Regions from separate parts of the Mus musculus genome. Here region 1 is linked to region 2. The links are chromatin contacts, called in public promoter capture Hi-C maps. All regions are on one chromosome and are shown on one strand. Each heading gives the region's core, a stretch centred on a gene start, on an enhancer-like site or on the middle of the called end of the contact. The rest is flanking DNA. Distances are from core to core; before and after follow the strand shown. Region 1 has its middle 11 kb from the start of Ppm1a. Region 2 overlaps Lrrc9 (leucine rich repeat containing 9).

Region 1 (6,587 bases), core at 2,031-4,530, 260 kb after region 2:
CCAAATGCTATTGAAATGCTATTATCTGAAAACAAATGAAAGGGGTTTCAAACAGCTAGCTCAGAATAAACAAATGAGGTGAGACTTTTCTTTAAGAAATCCACATGTGGGCTGGAGAGAGGGCTCAGCGGTTATGAGCACGGACTGCTCTTCCAAAGGTCCTGAGTTCAAATCCCAGCAACCACATGGTGGCTCACAACCATCTGTAATGGGATCAATGCCCTCTTATGGAGTGACTGAAGATAGCTACAGTGTACTCACATATAATAAATAAAGAAGTCTTTAAAAGAGGGGAAAAAAAAGGATTAGCTTTAAAAAAAGAAAGAAAAGAAATCCACACACATTTCTTACTTTCTGAGCACCTCTTAACTCTCATGCTTAAGTCTGTATTAAAATATTGGTATTAAGCCCCAGCTCTTACTAAAAGGAATGAATGAACCAGTGGGCCATCAGTTGAGACAACAGGGGGGTCTGGGTCCTATAAAGAAGTCACTGATATTCACTTGAAAAGACAGTGTGTATGGCTGGACAGACAAGGCTTGCATTGGTACCTGGCACCAGTATGAGTAACTCTTCTAATGGGATGGGCTGTCCTCAGGGCCCACATTGGCACCACAGGTGATTCAAAACATGGTGATTCAGAGGTACTTTATTCAGAGCCAAATGGCTTAGGAAGCATTGCCCGAATTAATGTGCTCCAATGCAGAAGCAGTTGCTTGAACTTGCAAAAGAAAGAAACAAAAGAAAGACATGAATCAGGGGGACCTGAGAGATGGCTTGGTCAGCAATGCTTGCTGTGCAGGCAAGAGGACCTCAGTTCATATCCCCTGCACCTCCATAAAAAGACGAGTGAGGATTGCCAGGTGTGGTGCCCATGACTTAGTGCCAGCACTCAAGACGCAGATCTCTGAGTCCAGACCAACCTGCTCTATATATTGAGTTTCTAGGCCAACCTGGTCTACATATGGAGTTCCAAGCCAGCCAGGGATACATAGTGAGACCCTAAAAGGCTAGGTTAGTTTTCGTTTGTTTTAAAGGATGTGGCAATATGTTCCTGTAACTCTCCAAAGCCAGTGAGACAGACAGAAGAATCCCTGGGGCTCATTGCTAGTCAGCCTAGGTAAGCCCCATTCAATAAGAGCTCCTGTCTCAAAACAGTAAGGAGGAGAGCAACTGAAGAAGAGACCCAGTTTTTGACCTCTGGCTGCTACATACACAAAGGCACCCATGTATGTATATCAACATAAATAAGGAAAGACAAAAAGGAAGGAAGAGATGAAGGAAAAGAGAAAGACATTTACCAAATAACTCAATGAGGACATTGGAAAGGTGGGTTACAAGGATGGAGAGAAGGCTCAATGACTAAGAACACTTGCTACTCCTCCAGAGGACCCGAGTTCGATTCTTAGCACCTACATGGCAGCTCACAATTAACTTTAACTCCAGTTCCAGGAATCTTTTTGTTTTGTTTTGTTTATTTGTTTTATTTGTTTGTTTGTTTTTGGAGACAGGGTTTCTCTGTATAGCCCGTATAGCCCTGGCTATCCTGGAACTCACTTTGTAGACCAGGCTGGCCTCGAACTCAGAAATCCACCTGCCTCTGCCTCCCAAGTGCTGGGATTAAAGGCGTGCACCACCACGCCCGGCCCCTATTCACTTTATTTATTTTTTTTTTTAAAGACTTTTTATTTATGTATGTATATATATATTTATGTATATATGTAAGTACACTGTAGCTGTCTTCAGACACACCAGAAGAGGGAGTCAGATCTTGTTACGGATGGTTGTGAGCCACCATGTGGTTGCTGGGATTTGAACTCTGGACCTTCGGAAGAGCAGTCGGGTGCTCTTACCCACCGAGCCATCTCACCAGCCCCCCTATTCACTTTAAATCTTGATTTACTCTCTTGCTTTACAGAGTTGACAGGTGGCTTCTCGTTGCCATTTATAAAGCAGAAGTAACAACAACACTTACTTTGCATAGTTATTGGCACAATTAAGTAAATGATCCATAAAGATTCTTAAGTTCTGACAGGCAGGAAGTGGTCACGGGTTTGTACTGTCATGGTGTGCATGGTGTTTAGCCTAATTCATCTCAGATGTCAAGGACTGTGACTCACATGACCTCAAACCTTTCATAGAGGACTCGCTTTGTAGTCTTTTACTTGATATGAAATAGACAAAAGGATCTAAGATGTCATGGAACATCATGGCTTTTACTTTTGTTACATGGTGTGTGTGTGTGCATGGGTGCTTGTGTGGGGTGTGAGGGTGCGTGCATAGATCAGAGGACAACTTATGGAAACTGATTTTCTCCCTTCTACCTCATGGATCCCAACCATCAAACTCAGTTCTTCAGACTTGTCAACGGGGACCTTTGCCCGCTGAGCCACCATGCAGGTCACTTAGTGTGGCTTTTAAATACCTTTTCCTAACAGTGCCTTTGAGAAGCTCAGTGAAAGGCAAGAGAAGTTTTACAGCCTGTCTGGGGTGTGCGTTGCATGTATTTCAGTTTCAGGAGGAATGGATCTGTGATGATGGTCTGACCGCCCCCGAACCAGTGTTTATGGGTACATAATCCAGATATGACACATGACTCACCAGGCAGTATAAGTCACTGGGACTCTGTTGAGCCAAACTGAGCCAAAACTTTTCTTTTGGCATTGCATGCCCCAAGGACTCACACTGTTCCCTCTGGCCTTTCTAAGCTCTTGTGATTGACGACACAAAAGAGTGGTGTGTGTGTGTGTGTGTGTGTGTGTGTGTGTGTGTGTGTGTGTGTTGCCTACTTGGACAAAGATCAGTTCTTTTGCTGCCTTCCTGGCTGGTATAGAAGTAGTTTAAAGAAAAGTTCAGATTCCTATACTTTACTAAATATTCAAGAATTTGGAATTGGAAAAAAAAAAAAACAGCAATAGCATTGATGAGGCTAAAGCGTGATTTAAAAAAGGGCATTACAGTATATTTGTGTATCCTTTCCTATTTAATGGTGTTTGACCCATAGGCGCTTAGTCAGTGCTTGATTTAAACAAGAGATCATTCTTCCTAGAGTGAAATACTTATTAGTGACACTACCTGTTGTGTTGGCTGAGCTTAATCCAGGATTCCACAGAACAGCTCTACTGATTCTATTGTGAAATATATCTTGGCTGATTTTAATGACTAACTATAAAAGGTCTAATAATCATAGTTTTTACCCACATGGCGGAGGGCAATGTTTTGTATTGCTTTGCTTTGAAGCAGATGTTCTCTATTGCATCTCTGGCTGGCCTCAAACTCACCCTGTAGTCTATGTTGGCCTTGAACTTGAATCCTCTTGTCTCAGCCTCCTGATGCTGGAATTACAGGCCTGGCTGTAGAGTAAAATTTCATCACTAAATTGGATGAAGGCGACAAGGCACACACACATGACTGTTCTGTCCTGGGCTCCTCAGACTGTTACTGAGGTTTGTGCTTGAGGTTTGTTTTTTGTTTGTTTGTTTGCTTTGACATATTTCAACAACACATGCCAAGGCAACTTGCTTCCCATGGGTTAAAGCTTTTCCTTCCACAGGGTCTTGTGTGAGGACAGCTTCGGTATCATCCTCACTAGAGAGCATGAGATAGAAATTAACCGGCAAATAATTTTCTTCAGCCATCAGGTTTATATTGAGAGCAAATGTAAACGGTCTAAGTAGTGAGATTGTTGCAAGAATAAGCAGCTGAACTCCTCAAGTGTGCCTCTGCCTTCTCTATACTTAACCCGGCATTTCCTAGGAGGTACTCATCCTTGCTACATTTTGCTAGTTTCCTAAGAAAGGTTACTTGATGAGTCATTGGCAGAAGTATCCAAATATAGCTTCCAGAAAATAGAATCCTGAGCCCCGGTAAAACAGAGCTTTGAAAAGGCTACAGCCTCACAGCCAAAGTGCGATCACTTCCTGCAGGAAACTATTTTCTCCTTTTCTTTAATGACAAATAGAATTGACATTAAAAGATTTTTTTTCCTTTGTGCTTTTGCTTTTGTTTTCCTAAAGATCTATTTCCTATGATACAGGAGAGCAAAATAGAAGTTGGATCATGCCATCCCTCAAAAGCAAAAACAAACAACACCCCCCAAAACCAAAAAACAAGAAATCACAAAAACAAAACCACCACCACCACCACCACCACCAACAACAACAACAAAACACCCTAACACCCCTAAAGTGATTCCTATGGGAAACTTTTTATTATTGCCCCTTTGCCCCCATCTATCACCACATACATACTCCTTCCATCAGCGTGCCCCAGACATCCCAGACTGGCATCTATTCCTGGACATGCCAAATTCACTCCCACTCCTGGGCCTTTGACCTTGTTGAGATAGTTCCTCCAGACATCACATGGCTGCTTTCCTCTGTCATTCAGGCCAGCTCAGCTGCCAGCCTCCTCCTCTGACAGACATACTCTGACTATCCATGCCAAGTAACCTGTCCTTTGTTCCTTCATCGACCCTGACTCTGTGTGGGCCTACTTTGCTCTGTTTATAGTGCTATCTATCTCCTTCTGCATTGACCCTGATTATTTTCTCTTGATCTAGGTAATGCTGAAATCTATTTCCCTTTACTGAGTGACCTGGAGTATCTAGGAGTCTAAAGTTTAGACCCAAAACCAAATGGGACCTTTGATACAGATGGCACAAAGGGGAAAACACAAACGTGGGCCAGTAGTGGTGGGGTAAGTGGAGGTCTACAGAACGCTCACTCCATGGGCCTTCACTAAGCTAAAGAGCCTTGCAAAGAGTGATTTGGGTCCTCTACCTGGCAGCTGCAATGGGACTTACAATAGAGGATCTTCGCTTTATCATGCTATCGCTGTTATTTAAAATGTCCCATTCACATGAGCTTAAAATAGCAATTCTACCTCCCAGCTCTCAGATCAGGTACAATGTGGTAGGATCTTATCTGTGACCAGAGGACTAATCTCTGTTCCAGATGAGGACATCGGGCTTGAGAAAGGTTAAACAACTTGTCCACCCCTAGTCACATCAGAGGTGGCCCTTGAACTCAGATCTCTTATGGTGGACAAGATGTAGCCTTTCTGACTCCAATACGTTTAAAAGGCTTTTGAATGGCAGTTTTTAGAATCCCCACCATTCTCTACTGTGTTACACTCAGTTTGATGTAACTAACACTGCTCCAGTCTGGCCTCTTCTCCAAGTGCTTGAGTTTTCTGGGGTTTTAAAAGTTGACTTAGTTTCATGTAGTGCCAGGAACGGACCCCAGCCTCAAGCAGGCAGGACAAGTCCCACCCCAGCCTTGAGCTTTCACTCTCTGATCCTAACCTGAATTCCTCCCACTACCTCCTGCTTTCTGTAGAGGCTCCTGCTGTGGTTCCCTCCCTTAAGTTCCAGCCTGAACATGGAAGAAACATGGGTGTTGCTTTTTTTTTTGTCTTATAAGAGTTGCAAGTATGTGGAAAAGAAACAGGAGAGAAGTCTTCCTGTGTGGAGAGACAAGAATGAACAGATGGCTGAAGGCAAAATTCTAGGAACAGCGACAAGTTTGCACGGGCCAGGAGAGGTTTTGCTGTGTAATGGACACCTCTTCCTTCTCCCCAACGCCGGGTTGGTGAAGATAGATACGGTCAGGATTGCCCCGGCATTTGCCGTTGTATCTGAGGGCTTGGTGAAGATATGGTCAGGATTGCCCCGGCATTTGCCGTTGTATCTGAGGGCTTGATGTTTTGTTTGAGGGCCTGTTCAGTCTTATTGTTTGCAAAATCTGAAAAGAGTCAAAAGGAGAAAGCAAGCCATTCTAAGAAATCCCGACTAGCTTTGTGACAGCAACTGTGACTAGAAAATCAAGTTGTCCTGTGTTTGCAAAGAAGCTCTTTCTCCTGACATTCTCTTTTGTACATATGTACAAATACATCTGTACATATGGTATGTATGTGTGTGTGTGTGTATATATATATATATGTGTGTATATATATATATATATAAATTTTTTTCTTGGCAAAGTTATGAAAATTAAATTTGATCACACTCATAAAGGGGCCTATTTTGAAGCATGTTATGGTCTAGGCCAAGTTCTGTCTGTTTCCTATATTGAAAGGAGATCCCACCCCCGACCTCTCTGGATTTTTTTTTTTAGACAAGGTTTCTCTGTATAGCCCTGGCTGTCCTGGAACTCACTTTGTAGACCAGGCTGGCCTCGAACTCAGAAATCCGCCTGCCTCTGCCTCCGGAGTGCTGGGATTAAAGGCATGCGCCACCACGCCCGGTTGTGGATTTTTTTTTGAAACAGGGTTTCCCTATCTATATAGCTCGGCCTACCCCAAAACTATGTAGACCAGGCTTCCCTCAAATTATGAGATCCACCTGCCTCAGCCTCTTGACAGCTGGGATTGAAGGCCTGCACCACAACATTCAGCTGGAAATTCTCAGTATTTGGTTCTGAATATATTCTGCAAAATGTAGTGACTCAGAGACTTTATACATCAAAAGGTTGCATTTGTTCAAGTCCTTCAAGAGAAAATGTATGTCTCTGCATTTAATTGTTCTAAATTTTAAATGACTTTGCTCTGTAATTACCATTTCACCAGACAATTAAAAACAAAAACAA
Region 2 (7,163 bases), core at 1,024-3,523:
CTTTTAAAATTGTAAATAGAAAACCCAAGGTGTTCATGAGGGACTCCCAGGCTCCGTGTAACAGGATAAGTGCCCAAAAATCCTATGCAGGGTGCAGTTTCCCAGTGTAATATTATCTAGCTCTCATCAAATAAAAATGTACATCAAATTTTCTAGAAAATGGAAAGACAACTCCTGGTGGTTTAATACTCTGAGACACTCTGGAGAGATTACTAATCGCACGCTTTTCAATAAAACCTCCCATTCCAATAAATGCAAATTCTTCAGAAGTGTGCATTTTGCGCTCATTCAGTCACTAAGGGTGGATTTCTTCTTCTTTTTTTATTAGATATTGTCTTTATTTACATTTCGAATGTTATCCCCTTTCCTAGTTTCCCCTCCGAAAATCTCCTATCCCTTTCCCATTCCCCCTGCTCCCCAACCCACCCATTCCTGCTTTCTGGCCCTGGCATTCCCCTATACTGGGAAATAGAACCTTCACAGGACCAAGGGCCTCTCCTCCCATTGATGACTGACTAGGCCATCCTCTGCTACATATGCAGCTAGAGCCACAAGTCTCACCATATGTTTTCTTTGATTGGCGGTTTAGTCCCAGGGAACTCTGAAGGTACTGGTTAGTTCATATTGTTGTTCCTCCTATGGGGCTGCAAACCCCTTCAGCTCCTTGGGTACTTTTTCTAGCTCCTTCACTGGGGACCCTGTGCTTGTCCAATGGATGACTGTGAGCATCCACTTCTGTATTTGTCAGGCATTGGCAGAACCTCTCAGGAGACAGCTATGTCAGGCTCCTGTCAGCAAAATCTTGTTGGCATCTGCAATAGTGTCTGGATCTGGTGGTAAAGGTGGATTCTTGTGCATAGTCTTACATAACTCGTATTGCATGCATTCTATATATGTTGAAGCTCTTGTCCTTCTTATTAACTGCCCTCATTTGAAAGGTGTCATGAGAAAATACATTTAGAAAATACATAAATGTAGGGGGAAAAGGTCTTGTTCTGTTCACTAACTGTAAATATTATGTATTTCCTTTTTCATTTTAGCATCGCAAAAGCTCAGGGCCAATTTTATGATACAATAATAGAAATTCTATAGGACATTACATTCTCCCTGTCTCTAACCCTAGTTTTTAATCTGTTCTAATTTATGTTGTTCTTGTTGAGTTTGTTTGTCTGTCTGTCTGTTTGTTTGTTTGTCTGTCTGTTTGCTTTTGAGACAGGGTTTCTCCATGTTCTCTGTGTAACCCCCCTGACTATCCTGGAACTCCTTCTATAGACTAGGCTTACATCTAACTCACAGTTCTGCCTGCCTCTGCCTGCTGAATGCTGGAATTAAAGGTGTGTGCCACCACTGCCTGGCTTAACTTACCTTGTCCTTAGTCTTGATCTTCTTCATCATGTATTATTTGTGCTTTTATTGTTTTCTTACATGCTTCCTGTAAGCTGCTCTAAGTTCTTTGTGGAATGGGGTTACAAATCTGTGAATTAATAATGGGGTATGAAGACCAGGCTGAAGAATTAGACTTCAAATTAAAGAGAACAAGAATATGTCGAATAGTTTTCAGGAGTGTAATTACATATCTAGAACTGTGTATTAAGAATTCTCATCTAATAGCAGTATTTATGGCAGCAAAGAAGATTACTAAAATATACCAGGAACAAATAATGAGAAACTGGACCAGAAGGAGGTGACTTTAAAAATAGAAAGATGGCTGGGCAGTGATGATGCATGCCTTTAATCCTAGCACTCCAGCAGATCCTAGCAGAGGCAGGCAGATCTCTGTGAGTTTGAGGCCAGCCTAGTCTATATAGTAAGTTCCAAGACAGCCAGGGCTATGTAGAGCAGCCCCATATCAAAAAACAAACATAAAAACAAAACAAATGAATAAATAAATAAAAGCAGAAAACTGAGACTTATGAAAAGCAATGGGGCCTCTTCAGTCACACCACCCAAAATGTGTCTGTGCTCATCTAAGCTTGTAAGCTAAGCAGGGTTCGGCCGAGTTGGTATTGCACAGGAGAAATTCTGGGAGAAACTGACAGAATTTATCAGCCATACACAGCAAACATGAAAAGATACCTACTGCTGGGGTCCAGGAATCCCCCCACAAACCACTCAGACCCTGGTCTCAGTCAAACAAGAACATTGAACACCCACACCAAGACTGATCTATCAGGGCATAGCATAGACTCAGGAGCTAAGACTGAGACCTTGAATGTTTCTCAGGGCCAGTTTATAAAGGCAAACACTGCAATGAGCTCATACGTAGCTTCAGGGTGGCGCAAGCTATTTTGGCTAGCTAAACAAAATAGTTGTAACTGACCTTGAATTTGATTGGTCCTAAGTGGAGCCTGTGATTGTGAAATTGCCCAAAAAAATAGCAAAGCTGAGAACATAACAGGATATGTGGTCAGTCTGACCTTCCAGAAAGAATTTTCTATGTCAGCATTACAACAACAATATGAAATGGCTGGCAGGCATGAAACGAAAATGACTACAGTTATGCTAGGGAGTCAGGTGTTAATGTCTACAGAGTTTGCAACTACAATACAAGTGTTAAAGAGGGGCTTGGGCTTACTACCTCTTTGGATTCTTGGCCTTCATAAACGAAACTCACTAGGAAGCTTAAGGTCAATTTTACTAATGTTTAAGAGGAAACAGCAGGGCAAGCAAGTTATAGATCTTGGCAGCCATTGGGAAAGGTATATGAAAGGAAGGAAGAGAGAAAGTCTTGCCTTGAGTTGGGTCAGCAGCCTGTCACATGGCAGCAAGTAGGTACAAGACAAAGGAAGTAGCTTCAGAGGGTAGTAAGAAGACCCATGATGCTAGAGAAAACATGTTTAGGCTTTGGTAAAAGAAAAAGAGAAAGTTATACTGTTCTGGTGGCTAGACCTTAAAAGATCAGCACAGTGATGGATCCATGGGTGACCACACTGGGGGAGATAGGCTGAAGAAAAAGCACATTATCTCACTAAGGGGAAAATTATTCCTCCCAGTGCTTCAGCACAGCTTTGAATGAATAAACCTTCCTGAGAGGTGAGGCCTTGAGAAGGTAATTGACAGGTTCTGGTGAATTAGCCCTTTTCCGCCCCTTCATTCTTTTTAATTGGTATTTTATTTATTTACATTTCAAATGTCCTCTCCTTTCCCGGTTTCTCCTCTGCAAACCCCTTATCTCATCCCCACCTCCTGCTTCTATGAGGGAGCTCACCCACCCACTCCCACCGAGGAAACAATAGTATGTCAGGTCTCTACATTCAAGCCAGAGGCTGAGTCCATGCTTTTGACTAGGAGGAAATAGATTTCCCTTAATGAGCACCAACAGATCCCTGATAGTTATAGTCACCAAGACTACTGTAACAATAAACAGGCCCCAATAAAATAGAAGAGAGGCAACTTCCAGGGAGGAGACTTTCAGACGAATTACATCTCATGACACATTTGATTATCTGACTGGAAATATCAAGCAGGCGGTTGAAATCATAGACTAAATTTGGATATAGAAATTTAATCCACATTCTTTTTAAGAGTCAGAAACAGCTTGAAAAGAGCTGACAGTTAAACTGAAAGCATTTGTAAGGCTGTCTAAAAAAAAAGAGAGAGAGAGAGAGTACAGAATGCAAGGAAGTCTGGGTAAGGCTTTGGGGTGAGGGGTTATCCCAGCACCCAGTTTCCTGAGGAAGGCAGTGAAGTGATATGGAGTCAGCCATCAGGGCTAAAGATGCCTCTGCCTGTGAGTTATATGGCCAAAAGCCACTGGCTTCTGGGTACTAACTCCTGTATAGCAGCAGAGAAAAAGAAACTTAATTACTTTGGTTCTTTTCTGTTTGACTCAGATCCCTCACTGGCTAGGTGAGAGGCTTGGAGTTCCTTAACTCTTAGTGAGCCAGAAAGAAGAGAAAAGAAAAAAGAAAAGAAAAGAAAAAAAAAAGAAAAGAAAAGAAAAGAAAAGAAGAGGAAAGGAAAGGAAAGGAAAGGAAAAAGGAAAGGAAAGGAAAAAGGAAAAAGGAAAGGAAAAAGGAAAAAGGAAAGGAGGAAGGGAAGGGAAGGGAAGGGAAGGGAAGGGAAGAGGGAAGGGAAGGGAAGAGGGAAGGGAAGGGGAGAAGGGAAGGGGAGAAGGAAAGGGGAGAAGGGAAAAAGGAAAAGGGAGAAGGGGAGAAGGGAAAAAGGAAAAGGGAGAAGGGGAGAAGGGAAAAAGGAAAAGGGAGAAGGGGAGAAGGGAAAAAGGGAAAAAGGAAAAGGGAAAAAGGAAAAGGGAAAAAGGAAAAGGGAAAAAGGAAAAAGGGAAAAAGGAAAAAGGGAAAAAGGAAAAAGGGAAAAAGGGAAAAAGGGAAAAGGGAAAAGGGAAAAAGGGAAAAGGGAAAAGGAAAAAGGGAAAAGGGAAAAGGGAAAAGGAAAAAGGGAAAAGGAAAAAGGAAAAGGAAAAAGGAAAAGGAAAAAGGAAAAGGAAAAGGAAAAAGGAAAAGGAAAAGGAAAAGGAAAAAGGAAAAGGAAAAAGGAAAAGGAAAAAGGAAAGGAAAGGAAAGGAAGAAAGAATGGAAAGGAAGGAAGAAAGAATGGAAAGAAAGAAAAAGGCACACTTAGAGACACATGCATACTAGATGAAGCTAAAGAAGGCTGCACCACCATTTTCTTGTTGTTCTTAGTTTTTATCTTTTGCCAGGATAATTGGTCACGTGATTTTCTAAGAATTTTTACATTCTATGAGTTCATACTAAGTTTAAGGCAATATTTTGTATCATAGATAAGATTTAAGGAATTACAGCAGAGTTGTTTACATGCCTTTCCATTAAAACTATTACCTGACTAAATATTCACTATCTGTTACTAGATCCATAAGTTCATTATAAGTTTAAAGCAATGTTTTTATGTCATACGTTAGCAGGGTTTTGTCAAGAGATAAATTATCTGCCTTGTATCTCATTATTTTGAAGTCTTGTATGGATAAACTAGTCCATCATTTATTTTCTGTCCTTGCACCTATAATAAATTGCCCATTTTCAGTTTATTACTTTAGTTACCAGATAATGGTCTCATACCTAACCTAGAAAGAATGTTTTCCTTCATCATAAATTTGCTCCAAGCCTGCTTTCTTTTCCTAATGCAATTAGCCTGTGACACATGAGGGTTTATGTAGCTCTATTTGCAGCTTTTATTCTGTGTGGGGCTTGAAAGTGTTTGTATGAATTTAGGAATTCTATAAAATCATTAGGAATTATGACACCACTTTGCCTATACAGCATTACTACATGAAAGTACATCTTCATATTAACTCTGCAGGAAATCTGCCCAATAGTGCGAGCTAATGCCCAGGAAACATTAGCTTATGTAATAGCTAATGGCAGGACACGCATCTCAGCAATAAGACGCAATCCTGGAAGGAAGTCTCTAAGGACCCTGCAATCTCAGAGCTCGCCCATCTCAGCGATGCAAAATGGTGGCCGTCTCCAGAAAAGTCACTTGCTTGCCATAGCCTTTCCTAGATGGCTTCTGACAGGCTTTAATGCTTTGCCTAGGAAACCTAAAATGAGAAAGGGAAGGAAGAAAAGCAGTGAGGAGTGGGAGCAGAGGGAAGTCAAGGGCAGCACTTGCCCGGAGTCTTCCTAGCTGCGAATAGACCAGGAATGGCACAGGCCAAAGCACTGTGCACACAAGGACTGAGAGATGGCGCAGGACTAGTTTCAAGTGGGACAGTTCTTTATTCTTACATTGTTAGCTAAGTGAAGATCAAGCCTGTGAAGAGCTAAAGAGCTCTCTAGGCAGGTGCGACTTCATTTTATTCCATCTTCCTACATAGTTTTAAAAATGTAAAAATGCAAAACTCATTTTGCATGAAGAGTATATATCTTCATTTCAAATATGAAGTCTTTATGAGTTTAGAAATATAAGAAGGGAGGGTTAGTAAGTGTTGATCAAATGACTTACCAGTTTTATCTAACACAAACTGAAAAATTACTGCCCTTGGAATAACTACCTGGCTATATTATTTTTCAAGATTAAAATCCTTTCATAACATATATCTCTTCCTTGCTGGTAGTTGATATTTTTGTTTGATCCAAGTACATTCATAATTGCTAAAGTGTTTTTGTGAGACCTGATTGTCAGTAATTACTCATGTCTGTGCCATTTCAGAGGATCTATTTATTGTCTCTTCACACTGAACTTTTTCTTGGTTTTCAACATGATGAGAAAGACTTTTCTACTTCTCCCTGGACAGTTTTGGGTCTGCCGCAGAGCAGAGGCTACCTGTCTCAGCAGCCCTCCTGCAACCCCAAACAACCCTCCCTGACCATGCGCTGTCAACTCTCTCCAACCTATGTGGCTCTGTGTCTTCGAGACCTGGCATCTGAGGAGCTGAAAGAGTGGGGCAGACTGCAGTCTGATGTTATACACAGCCTGACTTCAGCGTCAGTGTGCTTTTATACACGAATGTAACATAGGAAGCAGTGATCCAAGGAAGAGCATTTGAGTTCAGAAGCACGTGATCAGAAAACCATGTAACTAAGCATCAGTAAGCACATACCAAGTACTAACAGAGCAGCCCTTTCCCAGAACTTCCTCAAGACAGTTTAAACACAATTGCCTGGCACATACTATAGAGTATATCTTAGAAAGCATGAAAGCAAGGCAGAAGGCCGTATTCAGATCCGGGATATACTGACCAGATTGGGTTCTATAGCTATGTTCTGACATCCAACAAGAATAGACATGTCTTATAAAGCGAATGCAAATATTTATCACAGGAGGCAAGAATTCATGTTCAAAAACAACCCAGGGAACAAAATGCACTTAAGGTAAAAGGCCCTCTGCCATTTTCCCCTGGGGCCTCTCTCACAGTTCCCCAAGGCATTGCTCACATGCGCCATTCTGCTGACTGTGCTCCAGTATGCACCAGTGAGAAAACACTGGGCCCCAGTTTGCTGCTGCCAGCCTCAAGTGTCTGTAGTCTCTTAAGGCCAAGGCCAGGGTAGGAGCTGATGCTTTCTAACACGCCTCCATTGATTGTGTGTGGCTAGGACAGACATCTTGTTATGTCACCGTGGGCCTCCACAGATCCCTCGTTGTGCTACAGATAAGTGGCAACACCCCCACTCCCACCACCACCACCACCATTGATCTCCAGGAACAAACACTTTATGAGAGTTGGTTTGGTTTGGGATTGTTAC

The links. Capture Hi-C pulls out chosen DNA fragments and counts their contacts.
Region 1: a promoter capture Hi-C map of liver shows a contact between it and region 2. The contact joins two enhancer-like sites. A contact is called at or near these places in 1 of 115 datasets of contacts at active chromatin or transcription factors (embryonic stem cells) and 2 of 9 other capture datasets (adipose tissue and liver).

The regions. Positions count from the first base shown.
Region 1 is chr12:72,746,436-72,753,022 of GRCm38.p6, forward strand. No RefSeq gene overlaps it. Among named protein-coding and RNA genes, the nearest start is that of Ppm1a, 11 kb to the right of the region's middle. Within about 2 kb of position 3,281, at least 49 of the 459 cell types and tissues checked have an H3K27ac peak or open chromatin away from gene starts, as enhancers often do. A contact at or near this core is called in liver, where this site is marked.
Region 2 is chr12:72,487,883-72,495,045 of GRCm38.p6, forward strand. All of the region lies in intron 23 of Lrrc9 (leucine rich repeat containing 9), which reads left to right. Among named protein-coding and RNA genes, the nearest start is that of Pcnx4, 45 kb to the right of the region's middle. Within about 2 kb of position 2,274, at least 51 of the 459 cell types and tissues checked have an H3K27ac peak or open chromatin away from gene starts, as enhancers often do. A contact at or near this core is called in liver, where this site is marked.